2 separate regions of the Mus musculus genome follow, and region 2 is linked to region 1. The links are chromatin contacts, called in public promoter capture Hi-C maps. All regions are on one chromosome and are shown on one strand. Each heading gives the region's core, a stretch centred on a gene start, on an enhancer-like site or on the middle of the called end of the contact. The rest is flanking DNA. Distances are from core to core; before and after follow the strand shown.

Region 1 (6,782 bases), core at 1,889-4,388:
GAAGAACATTCCTTTTGCTCTAAATATAGTTAGAAAAGTCTACTTTTCCACCTCAGCATCCCGGATGTGCTAAGACTTTACAAGCCTTCGATAAATGCAATTAAAGATCTCTACATATACAGAAAGGGTTTATAGGTATACAAATGGAGACTGTTTCTTTTGCAGTACAAAAGAGGGAAGAGAAAAACTCTAATTTACATCTGAAGCAAATGCTTCAAGTGGAGAAAATGAACTAGTTAGTATACAGGCATTAGCTCAACAGTCCACACAGCTGAAGTTCCTGCCTGAAAAAACAAACAAACAAACAAAAACAAACAAACAAACAAACAAACACGCGTGAAGTGGTTGACAAGCTTTATTAAGAATCTGAGGTCGGACTGGAGCGATGGCTCAGTGGCTAAGAGCACTGGCTGTTCTTCCAGAGGTCCTGAATTCAATTCCCAGCAAGCACATGGTGGCTCACAACCGTCTGTCATGGGATCCGATGCCCTCAGAAGATAGCTACAGTGTACTCATATAAATAAAATAAATAAATCTTTTAAAAAAAAAATCTATGAGGTGAAGCTGTGGTACATACCTTTGATACCAGAACTCCTGAACTCCTGGAGGCAGAGGCAGATGGATCTCTGTGAGTTTGTGACCAGCCTATATAATATAGTGAGACCTTGTCTCTTGCTCTCCCATGACATCTAATTTCATTTCCTAGAATGCATCTGTAAGATTTTTACCATGTGATACCTCCATATACGGCTTTCCTCTCCACCCAAGACAAGTTAAGGACGGAGAAGGCCAATGACATACAGAGAAAAATGTCTTATGAACGTTTATATGAAGTTTTGATTGTCAAAATTTTACATGACAAAGATCCTAGGACTGCCATGAATATGTTTCTCTCCAGTTTGGCCTTCATCACCCTAGGCTAGGTAGCATCACCTGGGCCTTCGTTCGTCGACTACCTACATTCGCTCCTGAATCTAATTAAACCACCCTTCCGTCTGCCCTCTTACACGATGGTGTAAACACAAATCAAATCACATTATTCCCCATGTAAAAATCTCCCCAGATGACAAGCCAAAAATGTTTAGGAGGTACAGAAAAGCCTCTAGGCTTTACCAAATACTCTTCCTCCTCTCAGAGTTTCGTGATCTCCTCTTCCCTGCGGACTTTCCTCGAGTCCTTCGGTCTAGAACATTCCTCATGCCCTTCTTCACTTAGGTGACATCTACTTATCCTTCAGTTTTCAGCTCAGCAGTTCCCATGGGAACACTTCTCTGACTAGGTCAAATGCTTTTTCTATTTAGTAGACTCTGAGAGAGAGCTTTTAAAGAATACATTTTGACTCTGGGTTGCTCCTTGACTGATGTCTGTCATGGTATATTCATCTGAGATTCAAACAAGGAATCAAGGGTCTGAATTCAACCCATAAAATCCTTTTATTTGCCTCAAAGTATTTTTGTTTTGTTCTGATACTGGGTCCCATGAAGCACGGGGCAGCCTAGAATTCTTTATGAAGCCAAGGATAGCTTTGAACTTGAGACAGGATTTCTATGTGTAGCCTTGGCTCTCCTGGAACTTACTCCATAGACCAGGCTGGCCTTGAACTCACAGAGATCCGTCAGCCTCTGCCTCCCAAGTGCTGGGTTTAAAGGTGCCACCACTGCCCGACCAGCCTTAAACTCTAAATCCTCCTCCCTCAACCTTTCAAAGTGTTGGCCAGCTGGCTCAAAGCATTTTTAAGTATTTTAGTCATCTGCTAAAACTGAGAAACTTCACAAATATAGCAATTTAAGTCTTTTGAAAACAAAAGTAGATCTGTTATCTGTAGGCCAGCATTCCTTTATGGAAACCTTTTCCAATTCACCAGATCCAATTTCTGCCATATGCAGATTACTCACTTCATTTATTAAGGCTGTCTTTTCTCTGTTAAATGTATATGGTTTTCACCTCTTCTCCAAAGTCAAAACTTTGGTAATGAGGCTGGAGAGATGGGCCAGTGGTTAAGAGCACTTACAGAGGACCTTACAGAGGACCTGGGCTGAGTTTCCAGCACCCACATGGCAGCTTACTACTGCTTTTAACTTCAGTTCCAAATAATTCCATGCACTCTTCTTCCTTCCCCTGGCACGTGGTGCACATACATACATACATGCAAACACTCATACACATAAAATAAAAATTGAATTAAAAACACCTAGCACAACCTTACCGCCTGCATAGTTAACATATATACGGCTAGTGCGCAATCTTTGTTGAATATTCATTATTCAATAAAGCAATAAATATAAACAAACACTGAGCATTTTGTGCTAAATGTCAAGCCCTGTCCTTCAAGTGTCCTGTGCATTAATTTATTTTGCCTTGATAAAAACCCCAAGAAGGAAAGTTTAAATGTGTAGGAACTAAGGGCCCAGACGCTGTAAATAACCATCGAAGGCCCCATAACCAATATATAATCTACCATGGCTCAAGTCTTCTCCAATGGGACTTACAACCACCCCCTTATTATGGCACGATAACAATCCGTGAAATCCTAGGAGGTAACCAAATCGCCACCGCATACTCGCACAAAGACACCTACAGGTTACATTCTGCACCATAAGCTAAGGTGCCCGCTCGGAATGACAGCTTATACCCAGGGAAGTAGGGGGCCAGAGCGTAGACTCTGGGGTTCCGAGCATCCGCAAGACCATGGTGGCCACGCGCAGCCACCAAGCCTCCACTGTCCGCGCGGTGCTTTTCTGTCTGGCAGAGCAGGCCTGGCGAGATGCAACGCGTTCCGGGGCAACTGGGCGGGTCCCGAGCGGCCCCCGATGCGTCCGGACCCCAGCCCCGCCGCCCCACCGCCCTTCTCCTCCAAGGCCTCCCGGCCTGGCCACCCTGCCCCGCCCGCCGCGCGCTTCTATGGCAACGGCCGCGCCCCCGAGCAGGGCCGACACGATGAGCCGAAGCCCCCGTGGCCGACTGTCCATCCTCACCGGCATGGTGGCCGCGTCCGGTGCTCCGCCAACGTCCCCACTCCGGATGCAGCCCAACAACACCGGGTTTGGGGGCGAGGCTGGCCACAGGCGACCGCAACACCTTAGCGCTCCAGAGACTGCGGCTCACACAGCTACAGAGGGCAGTGCGCAGGCGCACTCTGAGCTCGCCCCGCCCAATCTCGGGTGTCCTGGGCTCTTGAAGTACGCATGCGCAAGGCCTTTCCGCGTCCATCTCCATGGACGCTAGACTGGGGCAACGCCTGCGGGGTGCTGCCATCGCTCTGCTCTGTAAAGCTGGTTCATGTTGAGGCCACCAGGACATCTGACCCGCTCAGACTGCCAGGAGCTTCCGGCGCTGGCAGTGTCCCAAATATTGAAAACAACAGTGGACAATAGCGTACCAGATTCTGATGACTCCTTATTTTATGAGGAATATCAGGGGTTGGGTTCTGTTTATCTCTACTATCTGTCTGCACCAAAAGTTTGAATGAACAGGACCCTGATCCAGCCATATGAGGAGAGAGCGGAGACCAAGGAGACCAACAGGCCAGGAAGGTAAAGGGGGAAAAAAAGTGAAAATGACCAGCAGAGTCAAAATGGATGGATTATATAGGGAAGGACCCCAGAAGGGCAGCTCAGCACCTGGGCCGGAAGGTTCACGGGGTGGACTATGCCAGCCAACCCTGTAACAGGTAGGGACTGAGGGATGCTGGGAGCATCCAGGTCTGCTTTAATATGTGAAAAAGGCACCTCAACCATTTGTTGGGAGTTTGAGACCTAACTCAAAGGAGAAGCTCCGTCTAAATAGCCATTTGCCCAACAGAACTGCTTAGGGTTTCTCAGTTATGGGAGAGTTTGTTTTGTTTTTGGTTTGTCTTGGGGGGGGGGGTTTCTCACTGGATAGACCAGGATGACCTTGAGCTCACAGAGATCTTTTGACTCACGAGTGCTGGCATTAAAGGCATCTTCATCACACCCGGAAGTTATAGGAGAGTTTAAGTTGCAAGTAATTATAAAGTGTGTTCTGTGTTAACATTCAAAATGTTCATCTTGGGTCTGAAGAACTGGCTCAGCAGTTAAGAATGCATACTGATCTTGCAAAGGGCTGGAGTTAGGGTCCCAGCACTCAGGTCAGGCATTCACAACTGCAGCTCTAGGGGAATCCCATGCCCTCTTTTGGTCTCTGTGGGAACTGTACTCACATGCATATATCCACTCATAGAGACACACATATACTTAATTGTAAAAAAGTCTTCTTTTGCTGGGCAGTGGTGGCGCACCCCTTTAATCCCAGCACTTGGGAGGCAGAGGCAGGCGGATTTCTGAGTTTAAGGGCAGCCTGGTTGACAGAGTGAGTTCCAGGACAGCCATGGTTACACAGAGAAGCCCTGTCTCAAAAAAAAAGAAAAAAAAAGTCTTCTTTCAAAACTTCCTCTTCAATACATCACAGTTAGTCTTGACTATTAGAAACATGTTTTGTATTACTTCTCAAAGATGCTGAGTAGGAGAAGGTAAAATACCCATTTCTTATGGTCATGTAGACCACCATTGCACAGCTGTTGCTAATAAATGACAACCCCCTATCCTTTCATTACAGTTTTATACTTATTTATGTAAGTGTATGGTCCAATACGCATATGCCACAGCTCATATGTGTGGAGGTCAGAGAACACCTTTCAGGAGTTGGTCTCCTCTTCTTCTTTCCCTGTGTGACCTCACTGATGGAGCTGAGGTAGTCAGACTTAGTGGCAAGCACATCTACCCACTGAGCAATCTTGCTGGCCACTAAAGTTTTTGGTTTTTTTTTTTTTAAGATGTCTCTATTCTAAATGAGTCTTGAAGTGGAAAGTTCTGGTTTCCTTGGAAAGTTATGCCAAGCAATGTTTTGCTGGGGCACAAAGGTGAAAGGATGTCTTGCTAAAGCAAACACGTGAAAGACTGTTTTCCTGAAGCAGACACAGGTGAAAGGGTGTTTGGATAGAGCAAACTCATGAAAGGACCTGTGATGAAGGAGTAGAAACATGACCCCGCTGACAGTGGGAGACGAGCACAGAGCACTGGTTTGATTTGCTCCACCTCAATATTCTTCTCTAACAACATTCATGTATTGGTTCGCCTTACATTGAGCTCAACTCTGATACTGAGAGAAACTCAACAAAGAAACTGCTCATAAGGTTCCTATGGTAGCTTGCTGCGTCTAAGGCCTCTCCTCAGGCCGGTTGACAAGCCTGGCAACTTCTCCAGGATTGAACTACAGTTGCTGGTTCGTGATTGGTGTCTGCCTGCCAAGAGGACTGGAATGTAGTTGTTGGTTCATGGTTGGTGTCTGCCTGCCTAGAGGACTGGTCTGAAGCTGCTGAGTTGTATTTGGTATTTGCTATGGGACTGATCTGCTGACCAAGAAGATCAAGCTCACCTCCAAAGAACTATCGTTGAACAGGTCCACTTCCCTCCATCCTAATAACGTGTCTCTTCCACTCCCTCTGCTGAGTGGTAGGCTAGAGGAGAGGTTGAACCCTTCTTAAAAGTAGGTTGCAAAAAATTTATGCTACAGAATTCATGTTCCTAGTTATGCCTATTTTACCTTGTAAGATCCTGCATTTGAATGTATGTTACATTACATCATACTATACTACACAGAGCTATATAGGCCACCACGAGCCTCTTGAGGCTAGACACTTTAAGATGGTTTTTCCTCTTTGTGTTACTTCTCTGAGATAGTATTTGAATGTTTGCTGAAAGACTGAAATGAATCCGTTTCGAGTATATTGCTTTATGTTCAAATGCCTTCCACTGATGTAAAGGTTTTTGGTTGTGTAAAAAAATCAAATTATTAATACTATACAAAAGTTAACATAAAAGAAAAATGGCCATCATACATCGGATCCAGAAGCATGGGGAGCAGGCCTTCCAGAATGACTGCGCTTGTAAGTTTATTTCCTGTACCACCAGCAAAAACAGAGCTACTTTGGAGTAAGTCCAGAGTCTCACCTGTCTCACCACAGCCTAGTGCAGAACCTGGCCCAGAAGAACCAATGATCCACCCTCCTTCCACCCAACCTCTCCCCTGAGCATCAGTCCACTAGGTTGCATAACGGATATTTTAAGTTTATTCTGTCAAAGTTTAAGTCCTGTTCCCCAGTCCTCTTGGCCTCCCTTCCTCCACACTATCCCTGTCACATATACACAGAAAGGCTCCATCTAGGCTTCCTCCTCTCAACTAGAAACAGAATTCTGACAATTGCTCTGCTCAAACCCCAGTGTCTCTCTTCCACCCCAATCCCAATCCTTCAACACAGCCCATTGAAGAATCTGCCTTAGCCGGGCAGTGGTGGCGCACGCCTTTAATCCCAGCACTCGGGAGACAGAGGCAGGCGGATTTCTGAGTTCGAGGCCAGCCTGGTCTACAGAGTGAGTTCCAGGACAGCCAGGGCTACACACAGAGAAGAAAAAAAAAAAAAAAGAATCTGCCTTAGAGTAAAACCAGAGCTTGATTCTTACCACTGTGGTACACTCTCCATGCCTTACTATACTCAGAGTCGGTTTCCATAACAACATCTTCGAGGGGCAACAACTGTGCCTTGGTTGAGTCCTTGTCTAGTTAGCCCGAATCCCTGGGTTCCGTTCTAAGCACCACCACACAAAGCTGGCACAAATGGGCAGAGGCAGGAGAATCGGAAATTCAAGGTCATCCTCAGCTCCATGCTATGTCTGAGACAACCTGAGATCCAGGAGACAAAGGAGGTCAGGTGTGGCAAACCCAGAACTTGGGAGAGGCAGAGACAGGTAGATAGATACCTGTGG
Region 2 (6,782 bases), core at 3,178-5,677, 200 kb before region 1:
CTGTAGGTTATACAGATCAGTGGTGCTATCTGGTATAATGTCCATCTGCATATGCCACTCAGAGAGACTGCTGCTGACGACACACGGTGACAGTGCTGGGAGAGAGTACAGCAGAAAGTGCAGGTCAGGACGGGATGTGTTCTTAGTCTGCAATTCATCGGCCCCTCCACCCCTTACTCCTCCCTGATAGGTTCGTGCGATGCCTCTTGGCATCTAAACGCACCCTTGCCAAAGTGGCCACCTCACCTGGAGTTATGTCCCTTTCCATATCCAAGTCCTGACCCAGGTAGCCCTGAGTGGTGTAACTGCTGTGGTCATCAGGTAGGGTAGAGCTGCTGAGTCCATCAGAGAAAGTGTCCGGGCTAACATCTCCACACAGCTACAAAGAGGAGACAGCTTAGGTTTGCTGTGGCACTTACTCACTGCCCACCCTACCTACAGGCTGGGCTGCCTAGAGCCACTCACCTTCCTCTTGGTTTTGCTCTTAGTGTCTCGGCTGGACTTGGACTTTCTCTCTGTGGGAAGAACAGGCTGTGTGAGGGGCAGCTGGTCTTCCTTCTGCCCGTCTTCCCTCCCCTTCCTCCCGAGGACCCAGTGCCCTTGGCTACCTTTCCTCTGGTTCCTGGTGAGGGGTGGCAGCATCCGGTACACCCGCACAGCAGAGCTGCCCTTGTTCCTACTCTGATCCTTCACTTCCTCGATGTCTGGCAGGGAGTTCATGGCACAACGGAAGTTTGCCTTCCATGTCTTGGGATCTGGCTCTTTTTCTCCTGCTTTGTATCGGCCTACAGGACGGAAGAGTAAAAATGCATACAGCAGCTGCTCCCTGGGCTGGGAGAAGAAAGGCAAGGGAACCCCAGACATCCATACTAGCAAAAACCAACTGTCAACGGGCCCTGGGGCTTCTCACATGCCCAGAGTTGGCTTAGACATCCAGCAGACTGTGAAGGACTCAAATGGGCTCACTTGAGTCTCCGTCCCCCATAACTGCGCTGACTTGGACCTCAACAGTCTCCCTGCTTAGGTTCTCAGCAGCCAGAGACTACTGGGACTGAGGCCTTATCTGATGTTTCTGCAGTACAAGTGGGCACAGCGCCGGCCCCGAGGACAGTTACTAACAGGTCTGAATTGGAATGAGGGCCTGACTCCTGAAGGGAAGAAAGGAGGCCACCAACCAGATGGGGCTTAGGTCAAGGACCTTGAGAAAGGAAGATGGAAGTCTCTTGGTACCCTGACTCACAACTGTTTTTTCTAGGAACTGTATTCTATACAGACTCCTTAAAGCACACATGCTTTCTAACATTTTTTTTTTTTTGCCTTTATAAATCCTCTGAGAACTTGCTAGAACAATGATTCTGTCCTAGAAAAACATAGGTGCATCTCACCCCCCTGCTCCAGTAATTCTGCATGCTGTGTCAGGGAGCTCAGAGGCCACCCAGAACACTGATGGTAGTGTATGTCTCCCCCTGTCTCTCCTCTGCCCCCTCCCCCACCCTGCCCACCTGTGTGAATGGCCCAGCTCCGGAACAGACAGGCATCCTTGTTGATGTCCCAGCCGTGCTTAGCAGCGTGCTTCCATGGAATCTGGAAGATCATCTCTTCCTGAACAGTGTACATAGAAGACCGAGTCAGCTCAGAGTGCGACCGAGGATGCGCAGCCCCCAAGTATGGGAAAAGGCTGACTTCCCCTTTTTACCCCGACATCTGGCCTGGATTGACCCGTCTTGGCTGCCTGTAACAGGGCACTCTGCATCTTTTAGGAAGGGCAGTAGGGGGCTTAGGTTCTGATGAGCCACAGCACCAGAAGCTCAAAGACACCCCTGCCCCACACTGTGGATGTGCTGAGAACCTAAGCAGCACCCCCTTCTCAGCCCTGGCCTGGCAGGCCTTGGATGCTTCTCTCTGGCTACCGAGCATTGGAACATGGGACCTTCTTGCTTTAGAGTCTCCTCAGGACGCCTGGCACAGTGACTCCTACATAGATAGGCTCCTGCTCATACTCCCAAGGGATCCCTGAACCAGACCTGGGTGAGGGCTGCCTATGTAATATTGCCCTACTCTTCTCCCCTTAGGTAAGACATAAAGAGAAAAGGTTTGTGTATGTGTGGGGGTGGGTGGGTGGGGGACTGTTTGTTTTTAATAAAAAGTATGTATGGGAACAACAGCCACCATGAGTTAAGTTTTTTTTTAGTTCTGTTTTTTAAATTTTTATGCGTGTATTGTGAGTGTGTGTGTGAGAGAGAGAGAGAGAGAGAGAGAAAGAGAGAGAGAGAGAGGAGAGAGAGATACAAGCCAGGGCACTTATGTACAGGTCAGAGGCCAACCTCCTACCATGAGAGGACTCTAGGGATCAAAGTTAGGCCTTCAGGCTCACTGGAAGGTGGTGCCTTTACCTGCTGAGCAAGCTCACCAGCCCCAAGATCCAGGAGGCTCTTACCACCACCACTCTTGTTACTGCTGGTTAACTGTATACTATTTCAATCAAGTTGGTTCAAGTTGGTCTTGGGTTTCACACTTTTTACATGACTTTGTAATCTACCTTAAAGTGCCTCAGTTTCCTTACGCGAGACCCATCTCACAGGATTACTATGCCGGTTAAAATGCACAATTTGGTAACATATCAAAAAAGGTGCCAAGCACATATTAATTATCACCAATGCTACTGCTGCTGCTATACTGCCATGCATGCCAGCTGTGGCTTCTTGGGTCTCCTACGTAACTAGTCCCGTTCCTAACCACTATCGACTGCTTTTCTGTCTGTCTTGTCTATCCAACTGGAGCCATGTAAGACTTATGTATACAGTGTTTCTCTTGGAAGAGAGAGGAACCCAGGCTCTGCAGAAGCTGAGAAGTTTTGGTGCTGAGGACTGTACCACTAGGAGGGTGAGCTGGCCACAGCTTCAGGAAGGAAGAAGCAGGAGGCAGAAGTCAGACCTTGCACGTTCTGGCATGCAGCACCCACTGGGAAATACATTTTCCTGCTCTCTTAACGTTCACTCATGAAATTTGGCGCCCCAAGAGAACATGCATTAAACAGTGGCAGGAATACGCAGGATAACACTCACTTTATTGATCCAGATCAGCCCTGGGATTTGGTTGGAATTAATCTGCATCTCTAGCCAGGGTCTCATCCGCATTCGAGTGATTGGCATGGTGGCTGGAGGGAAAAGACAGAGGCCTGTGTTTGGAGTCTGTTAAACAACCCTGGGCACTGCCCTGCTCCACCCAAGGCCGCTCGCTCAATTACCTTCTCCTGTCCTCACACCCAGGTCATTACCCTCCCCCACTCTCCTGCCATCAGCCAGGTACCCAGGTCATAGATTAGGGACCCTGAAGTAGAATGAAACTCTCCAGCATCATGGGCAAAGCCACCTGCCCATTCTTTTCAGTCTCTCCCAGTCAGTCTCAGGAATAAACAACCAAGCAAGTCTGGATGGATGGATGGTTGCAGGATATATGTGCAAAAAAAAAAAAAAAGCCAAAAGACAGACATCTCAATGACAGAACTTTTCTCTCAAAATTCAATCTTTGGAAGAAGGAAGGGACTACTTTTGCTTGTCACCCCCAGCCCTGCACCTTCCAGGCTGTGCAAGCAAGCAAGTCAACCTCCATCTCGGGCACTTCTACCCACCCACTCCAATCCAGTCTATGTCCCCTCTTGACAGCCAGTGCCCACAACATACAGGCTGGGGCGCAACCCCTTCCGGCCTGGTTTCCCCTGCTGTTAAGAGAAGTGGCGCAAGCAACACCTGTGGCACCTCCTCCCGAAAGCCCAGTAGTTCACGACCCGGTCCAGCCAGTCAAGGCAGCGAGCCAACCTCTGCACCGAACACTGCGCGTCCGAAAGCAAGAGCTGGGAGCCAAGCTGCGACCGCCAAAAGTGCGCGCAGGCGGACATCCGAGTCCCCCGGCGCTGCTCGCGGGTGCGCGCGACGGCCACTCTGGGCTACCAAGAGGCCCCGCAGCGGCTCCGCGCACGCAGACCGCCGAGCGCGGCCAGAGGGCGGTGCACGCCGCGGCCCGCCTCCCGCCCGCTTGCAGCGCCCTCCCGAGCCAGCGCGCCACCGCGACCCAGGGTGTCTCTGGCCCCCACTTCCTGGTGTCCCGTGCGCCTTTTGTTCCACGGCACCCGTCGGTGCCCGCGCAGCTCCGGCGAGCTCACCTTTGCTGCAGGAGCGATTCGCAGAGGGTGCCGGAGAGCGAGGCACGGAGTTGCGGTGTAGGTACGCGATGCGCGCACGAAGCGAAAGATGCCCGAGATGCTGGGGTCCCTCTGGCCACCTCGGCTGACCTCGGCGCAACTCGGCCCGGTTCGGTTCGGTTCGGTTCGGTTCGGTTCGGCTTAGACTGTGAAAGCACGTCCTACCTCGACGAAGGAGTGGTGCGCACTGGCGAGTCCGCGGCGCCGCGAAGAAATCTAAACACTTAGCGGGATTCCCCGGCCCGGACTCGGCCACGCCCCCGCCGCGCCGCTCCTGCGCGCCCATTGGCCCACTCGGCCTCATCATTTCGGGGAAATCAGGCTGTTGTAGAGCTAAGCGGCGAAGGGGAAGTACAAGGCAGCTGTGCTCCCCACCCCCTCGGGCCCGCGCCACCGCCCCGGGGCTACCGCGGGCCCGCCCCTTGCTCCACTCCACTCCCCTGCCCCCTTGCCTGTCTTGGAAAGCCGAGACCGTCCCCCTCTTTCTGCAGACTCCCAGCCTGCTGGCTCCTATGATGGTCTTCCCCTTCTCCACGGGAGACACCTAACTCCCTATGTCTCTAGAACACCTGATTCCCTCTCCAGAAGGGTCCCCGGGACTAAATCACCCTCAAAATCAGTCTGGTAATGAAGTGTCAAGAAGGGAGAGATTATGTCCCTGTACCGCCTTACTTGCCACTTGGCTGCTCTGGGAAATTGAGGCAGAAGGCCTAACTTGGAAATACGGGGCAGTAGGAACTCCCAGCCTGGACTCTGCAGGGCCAGCCGTTGAAGGACTCAAGGACTCCGTAACCATAAAATGTCAATAGCTCACTTGCTAGTCTGAAGTGATGGGGGAACACCTTGTCCTTATGGGGAGAGATGATGTGTTTGCTTACATGGGCACAAGATGCGGGTGTGCTTTCCTGTGCCACACGAGGTTCTAGCTAGCGGTGACCAAGGCGACCCTTATTCCTTGGGACTACCTAACACCAAAGAAGTGGATAAAATTCCGAAGTGGCCGTGGTTCCTTCTATGACACCTACTTCAGCTCTCCATCCTCGACGTAGCCCTAGGGAGAGAGTTCCTCTCTGATAGTCTTGAAGTCATTTCTGAGTCCCCAAAGCCTGGCTCTGGAGAAGTTCTGGGCAGCATAGGGAAATTGTGGCTAAGGGGGGACCCAGGTCCCAAGGGGATGGCAAGGGCAGCGGGTTAACTGGTGTTCACGAGTAAACCTTGCCAGTTTGTTCTTTCTCTTAGCGGCTGGGCTAGTGTATACATGTTCCATCTCCGAACTCTGGCCCCTCAGGCTTCTTCATTCGCTTCCTCGCAGCTTCTGACTCACAAGTACATCAGTCCTCTACCGTGTCATTCTCTTGTGTCACCTTCCTCACCCTAGCTGTCCGTCTAGGACAGCACCCAGTTTGAATGTTGCAAGCTGTAATACACACATCAATGGACGATTGTACCTGTAACGTCACTGCCTCATAGACGAGCTAGGAGATTCAAGGTGGCAGGAGGATTTGGAAGGAGGAATTGAGACTCTAGAATAAATACGGAGGTATTTGAAGTCGCAAATTAAGAGAATCACTAGAGACCAGGGCCTTCTGATCACATGACTCTGAATCTGACACCTGCTCTCTGTGCAACAGATGTATACTTGCTCTGTGGAGACACTCTGACCAGCCAATGGAAAATTCAAAATGAGATTAGGGAGAGAAACTTTGTAACTCTTGAAGCCCACAGAGACCCTACTGAAAGCAACCAGAGACTACAAATTACATCAAAATAACTGTGTGGGTATACATAATGAAAGTCAGCCTGTGTCCTGGAATGTCCATATGCAGCCTTGTTAGTGATGGGTACCTGTTTTCTGTCATAAGGATAAATAAAAATTTACCCGATAGATAAATACCCTGTTGTAGGACATTTAGGTTATTTCCACCTTTTCCCAATAGAGACAACACTGTGAGCAAAGTCTCTACACACACACTAACAGTCTTCTGCTTAGGAGATGTCCCTGTCCCACCCTCACTGCTACGATTTAACAGTGAAACTGACCATTTTCATCTTTTAAATGTTCTATGCGAGGTTTTTCCCACTTTGACTTTAGGGGTTCTCCTTTTTTAAAATTTATTTATTTATTTATTTATTTTTATTTATTTATTTATTTTTGGAAGAGGGTCTTCTGTAGCCTGGGTTAGCCTTAAACAACTCATCTTCCTGCTTCTATTTCCTAATGCTGGGATTACAAGTCGGTACCACCATCTTGCCTGGTACTTGATTTAAAATTATAAATAATATGCCTATGATTGGGTATAGGGCTATGGTTTTTTTTTGGGGGGGGAGGGAGGGTCTAGGCAGGGTTTCTCTATGTAGCCTTGACTGTCCTAGAGCTTTGTAGACCAGGGTACTCTCAAACTTATAGAGCTCCATCTGTGTCTACCACCCAAGCGCTGAGATTATAGGCATGTACCACACCACCCAGCCAGTTTCTAATTTTTTTTTTTTTGAGACAGCTCACCATATCCCAGGCCGACCTTGAGTTCTGAACTTGCTTTTAACCTATCAAATGTTGAGCATGCAAGTATGCACCGCTTCA

The links. Capture Hi-C pulls out chosen DNA fragments and counts their contacts.
Region 2: a contact with region 1 is called in a promoter capture Hi-C map of adipose tissue. The contact joins the promoter of Irf1 here to the promoter of Kif3a in region 1. A contact is called at or near these places in 1 of 15 datasets of contacts at CTCF or cohesin (the NIH/3T3 cell line), 1 of 115 datasets of contacts at active chromatin or transcription factors (memory CD8 T cells) and 2 of 9 other capture datasets (adipose tissue and liver).

Annotation. Positions count from the first base shown.
Region 1 is chr11:53,563,725-53,570,506 of GRCm38.p6, reverse strand. Kif3a (kinesin family member 3A) reads right to left here and starts at 3,138. Exons shown (of 18, transcript NM_008443.4): 1 at 2,976-3,138. The coding sequence starts at 2,981. It overlaps A430108G06Rik (RIKEN cDNA A430108G06 gene), which reads left to right and starts at 3,194. Exons shown (of 2, transcript NR_168001.1): 1 at 3,194-3,670; 2 at 4,793-5,853.
Region 2 is chr11:53,767,659-53,774,440 of GRCm38.p6, reverse strand. It overlaps Irf1 (interferon regulatory factor 1), which reads right to left and starts at 4,427. Exons shown (of 10, transcript NM_008390.2): 1 at 4,163-4,427; 2 at 3,066-3,157; 3 at 1,503-1,602; 4 at 609-785; 5 at 466-515; 6 at 247-379; 7 at 1-95. The coding sequence starts at 3,152.